Linked DNA regions of Oryctolagus cuniculus: region 1 is linked to region 2. The links are chromatin contacts, called in public Hi-C maps. All regions are on one chromosome and are shown on one strand. The core of a region is the stretch at or near the end of the contact, and the rest is flanking DNA. Distances in the headings are between cores, read along the strand shown. Region 1 holds the start of THBS1 (thrombospondin 1). Region 2 has its middle 290 kb from the start of THBS1.

Region 1 (2,700 bases), core at 188-2,687, 290 kb before region 2:
TGCTCTTCCAGTGGCCGGTCGCCAGCAGAGCTTCCTCCACCGACACCACATGCTGCTTCCCCTGCACGGTCAGGCTCAGGTCCAGGGTGCCCGCCTTGCCGTTGGAGACCACGCTGAAGACCTGGCCAGAGTGGTCTTTCCGCTCCAAAGCCAGCAGCGTGCCCCGGGTCTTCTTCATCTGCCTCAGGGAGGCCAGGAAGAGGAAACCTTTCTCTGCGCGCACAGCATCCACTAGGTCCTGGAACTTGTCGTCAGGCACCGGGGGGATCAGGTTGGCATCTTCGATGCGGTAAGCAGGGCTGGAAGGGTCAGGACCCTTCACGAGCCGGCGCCCAGAGCCCTTGCGGGCAGCCCCGGTGAGTTCAAAGATGTCAAACACGCTGTTGTCTCCCCCAGATTCTGCCGGACAGGAAAGGACAACAGTGAGTTTTCTAGGCTAGGGCTGGGGCTGGGGCTGGGGCTGGGGCTGGGGCTGGGGCTGGGGCTGGGGCTGGGGCTGGGGGAGGGAGCTGAGCCCTGGCAGCCGGCCCACAGGCACGGGCAGCCACTGAAAGAGCTGACTGGACACCGCGATCAGAGCAAGGCTGCATCTTGATACTCAGCTGGGGCTCAGGGGAGAGACGGCTGGGAGGGAGAGCCAGTGCCTTCTCCTTCCACCTGCCCTGAGGTGTCGCACAGACTCACCTGGAATGTGGTTGCTGCCACACACCTGCAGCAGGAACAGGACACTGAGTCCCCAGGCCAGCCCCATGGTGGAGCTGTCTGTGCCCAGCAGGGAGCCTGCAGCAAGAAGCGCAAGAGCACAGGGTCAGAGACAGCGAAGACTGGGGGCTAGTAGGGGGCCAGAGCCCCGCAGCCCTCCTGGGCCTCACATTCGCTGGAGACACCGCGGGACTGGTTTTCCAGAGGGCATCATGCAAAAAATGAGAGTTGGAGGGAGGTGAAGCCAGGGGCACCCGGACCACCAGCGGGGGTGGGGGGTTGTTTCTTGGGAAGTTGAGAGTGAACAGCAGGGCCAGGAGATGCAGCTAGGGGGAGGAGGGAGGGCATGACGAAGTAGCCTCCTCCCTAGAGGACAGTTAGCAAGGTTTAGGTAGGACTTGGAGGAATCCTGGGGCGCTCTGATGAGTTAGTTTGTGAATTCCTAGCTGAAGAGTCCCGCCGGCGGCTGGGAGGGACAGAATGGGGGCAACGAAAGAGAGGAGAACCTGGGAGCTCGAGATGGATGGCCAGGGCGGTGCGGGCTCCTGGCGACCGCCCGGGGCGCTTACCTGTGTAGACGTGGGCTCAGCGGCCGGGAGCGGCGGCGAAGACGCAGGAGAGGCGCCGGGGTAACCGGTTAGCCCGGGGGACCGCGGTCGGACTCGCAGGCTGAGCAGGAGGATCGCTCGCTCGCTGGAAACCCGAAGTGGCCGGCTGGCTCGGGTGCAGTGGCTGGCGAGGCGAAGCGGCGCGCTTTTAAAGGGGGCGCTCGCATTCCTGGGGATTCCTCTGGCCAATGGGCGGCGACCGGGCAGGAAGCGGGAGGGGGGCCAGTCTGGGTCGCGCTCCCCGCCCCCAGCCGCCCGGCGCGCAGCTTTCCAGCTAGGAAGCTGAGGGGGGAGCGGCTGCCGGCGCAGGAGCGTCGCAACTTCTCAGAAATAACAGGCGCCCGCCCAGGCAGCCTTGGCGCGCGCAGCCTCGGAGCTCGGGCTCCTGGGCCACGCGGCCCGAGGCGTTTGGCGCGAGCGTCCCGGGCAGCGATGGGGCTTAGCGACCACCGCAGACCCATGGGAGGGCTCTCGGGCAAGCTCGTACCCTTGAATACCCCGCCCAGGGCTGTGGCTCAGAGGTGGACGCTTTGAGACGGCTTTGCAAAAATGGTGGGCCTGATGGGGACACAGGGGACCCCTCGGGAGAACCAGCTGTCCGGGAGAAGTGGCCCCTGGGGTGCAGGCCGACCCCAGCCCATCATCCTGCCGGGGTGGGGCGGCAGGCGTCCCCCGTGCCGACGCACCTGGACTGGCGCGCACGCCTGCCCCGCGCCTGACCTCTCCAGGCTGAGCGTGCGGAGTCGCGCCGGGCCTGCAGGGCGCTGTGCGCAGCTCGCACTTGCCGAGTCCCCGCGACGGTCGCTTCGGCGGTGGCTGCCGCGCTCCCACGGCTTGCCGCTTGGGGGCGGTATGCGTATTGCTATCGAGGGGACCCACGCCGAGTGCTGCTTGCCAGTAGGGGAGTTTTAAGCGAATGGACTCCTGTCCGGCTCCCTCAAGCCAAAACTAAAGTTTGTGTCTTGAAAAACAGTCTTCGTGCCCACTCGTGCTTCTTAACGTGACTCCTGGTTGGAGAGTTTGCAGAGCCATCTGGCTCCAGGGTCTTAAACTATTTACAGAACAGACCCGGAGAGTAATAAATTACTCGCTGCCTATTATTTTATTTCCCTTTTTCCTCCCTAAGCGTTCCTTTCATTTTTCGGCTCCTGAAACCAAGGCGTGGGTTACATTTCTGTGGGTACGCACATTGCCATGGGCCCTGCAGCCTGATGCTTCTGTCATTGACGTCTGGTCTCCAAGCCACTGTCCCAAGCCAGCATGACTGCAGCGGCCTGGAATTCCATTCATCTGCCTGGGATGGGACGTCAGCAGCCACTGCTGCCCCTGCCGTGGTCCCGCGTTATCAGGCTGGCCCAAGGACCAGGGCACAGGTAGAAGCTTCACCAAA
Region 2 (2,700 bases), core at 197-2,696:
ACTTTTGCCGACATCTGTTCAATGAACAGAGTTAAGGATGAGGATCACATTGGCTGTGGCCCAAGCTCTTCTGGGATGTCGACTTTAGAATATACGAGATGCTTTAGTAATCACAACCTCAGGCCCTTCTAATCTATGTGTTGTGACCATTGATGAAACTCTGAAGACCTCAGTGACTCATGTCCTAAGCTATTGGGCAATACCTTTATTTTGGGACTTTGGCTATTTGTAGATTCCCCTTTTTTGGTATAAATGAGCAGCACTGTTTATTTCCATTTTGCAATAAAAAGCTACTGGCTGTTTAGCCAGAAAGCAAATATTTTCACTCTGAATTGCTTTCTGGACATTTTTCCAACAGTGTTTGATTTGAAGCTGTGAAACGCATTACTCCTTCCCTCCACTGATTCCCCCTACCCCCACCGTTTCCTTTTAGGTGGATCAAAACCAATGCTGCAAAAAATAAAGCCAGTATTCTTTGATTGCTTCTTTACCATATGAAAGCCTTAGAGAGGCTGAAATAAATGCCTGTTTGGTCCCAGAATGCTGCCATCAAGGAAAGTCTGCCAACCAGCCAGGTGTTCCAGAATGTCTTGCCTTAGGGCCAGCCTGCCCAGGGACTGGCACTGAAATATGTCTGGGCTTTGGTATTTTCTGTGCAACTTAAAATGCTGTCTTCGGACACATTTGTTGAGATGCATAAGAAATATTGTACAATCTGTACAGTGATGAAATTTTGTGTGTCTTAGACATGTTCTCCAGTCACAGAATATTCCTTTTGCAGCCCTTTGGATCCTTGATGTTGTTATTAAATTTAATTTTCTATTTTCCCATCTGAGTGCACTCACTACTTTCCATTTATTTCACCGAAATTTTCCAGCTTGTTTGTTTCTTTATCCATTGAAAATCTGACTTCCAAACTTGTGCCCTTTACATAATATCATGCCCACTCACAGGCACATCCCCCAGCACACACATTAAAATGAAAATTTTAAGCCTTAAATTTAAGAGTCTGATTTCATTTCCAGCTGTAATTTACTATCAGTAACCTGGCTGTCCTTTATTTTAGTCATTTCCACCCCTGCCTGCTTAAGCTCAAGGCGCTCAATTCTCAATTGACTCATAGTCTAGGTATTTAGTGAGGAGATGTGTATCTTTCCTTTTCATTTTGATGACAGTGCTTAGATTTGCCCTATGAATCTTGACATGCTGATAATGGGCAGCCTTTGACAGACTTTTTTTTTCTTTTTTCTTTTTGTTTTTTAATGGTCAGCAAGGTAGCAAGGTCTAATGGGGGTAGAGTATCCATCAGCTCAGGAAAGAGCTGACGGCTGAGTGTATGGTGTGTATTCAGACTGAAGCTTATAAGGGAATGGGGTCCAGTTCTTCCCATTGTTTCTGTTGCCTCTCCTCCTCCTTCTCCAGGACAAAGGCTTTGCTGAATGTGAATTAGGTGAAATTCTCCAAGTTTTCACTCTTCAGTGCTGTCAGACTGGGTAATCCACCCGCGCTGGGCAGAGGAGCTTCCCATGGAGGGTGTCTTCCCCGGGAGAAGGCTGAGAAGGTTTTTTGACCAATGTTGTTGGGCTGGTGACCGCTCTGGTGCTGAGTGGAGAGGATTCTCTTGGGGGACTCCCCTTAGGGGTAGGCTGAGACCACCGGAAAAGTGACTGGGGTGTGGGCGGGACTTTCTAGGGTCAGTACTGGGCTTCTTCCACGATGTGCTTCCCAGACTGCTAAGCTCCTCGGCAAAGAAGCTTGCTGTCCTCAGGCCTCTCATCACACACCCGACTTTCTAATTTTCTACCTGATATCCCTCCCCTGACCGCACCCCAAGAGAAGTAATCCATAATCTTAAGGGAACATAACAGATGAAGGTCTCGATTTCTTCCAGCTGACAAATGGATGTAGAGCTGCTTATTGGTATTTTTTTTTAATTTGTCCTGTGATGTTTGGGGGTGGCCTTGGAAGGCTATCTTTCTCACTTTTTAATAACAAGTGACAGCAATTTAATAAGAAAATGAATGAAAGAAAAATACTAATTCCCAAGAGAATCAACATGAACAGGACACCAGCAAATCACAAATTTTTAGAACTAACTAAGGTATTGATATATCAGACTCCTAAAAAGTGAGTGCATGTTTTGCTTTTCAGAGGTGGTAAAATGTGCTGCCCTATTCATACGGAGGCTCAGCTCTAACCTTTACAATATTTTTCAAAGATTTATTTATTAAGATCGGAGTTGGCAAATTCAAAAGGCTTCCATAGCCTTGGCATCTCATGACAAGAGCTTAGGGAGATTACTGATGCCATAAACAGGACTGTCAATTTGTTAAGTGAACAACAGGAGTCACTGTGCACTTACTCCTCATGTGGGATCTCTGTCCTTAATGTGTTGTACAATGTGAATTAAGGCTATAACTAGTACTCAAACAGTATTTTTCACTTTATGTTTCTGTGTGGGTGCAAACTGTTGAAATCTTTACTGAATATATACTAAATTGATCTTCTGTATATAAAGAGAATTGAAAATGAATCTTGATGCGAATGGACTGGGAGAGGGAGCGGGAGAGGGAAGGGTTGTGGGTGCGAGGGAAGTTATGGGGGGGAAGCCATTGTAATCCATATTTTATTTATTAAATAAAAGTTAAAAATAAAATAAAAACAATAAAAGTAAAACAAAAAAAGATTTATTTATTTATT

Evidence for each region. A called contact is a pair of places that touch in the nucleus more often than the background predicts.
Region 1: a Hi-C map of skin fibroblasts shows a contact between it and region 2, with 7 times the contacts expected there. The contact joins the promoter of THBS1 here to the enhancer-like site in region 2. A contact is called at or near these places in 4 of 6 Hi-C or Micro-C datasets (embryonic fibroblasts, liver, skin fibroblasts and 1 more).

Annotation. Positions count from the first base shown.
Region 1 is chr12:62,644,875-62,647,574 of mOryCun1.1, reverse strand. THBS1 (thrombospondin 1) reads right to left here and starts at 1,437. Exons shown (of 22, transcript XM_002717799.5): 1 at 1,272-1,437; 2 at 685-780; 3 at 1-399. The coding sequence starts at 751.
Region 2 is chr12:62,354,822-62,357,521 of mOryCun1.1, reverse strand. No RefSeq gene overlaps it. Among named protein-coding and RNA genes, the nearest start is that of THBS1, 290 kb to the left of the region's middle. Within about 2 kb of position 1,446, at least 1 of the 8 cell types and tissues checked has an H3K27ac peak or open chromatin away from gene starts, as enhancers often do.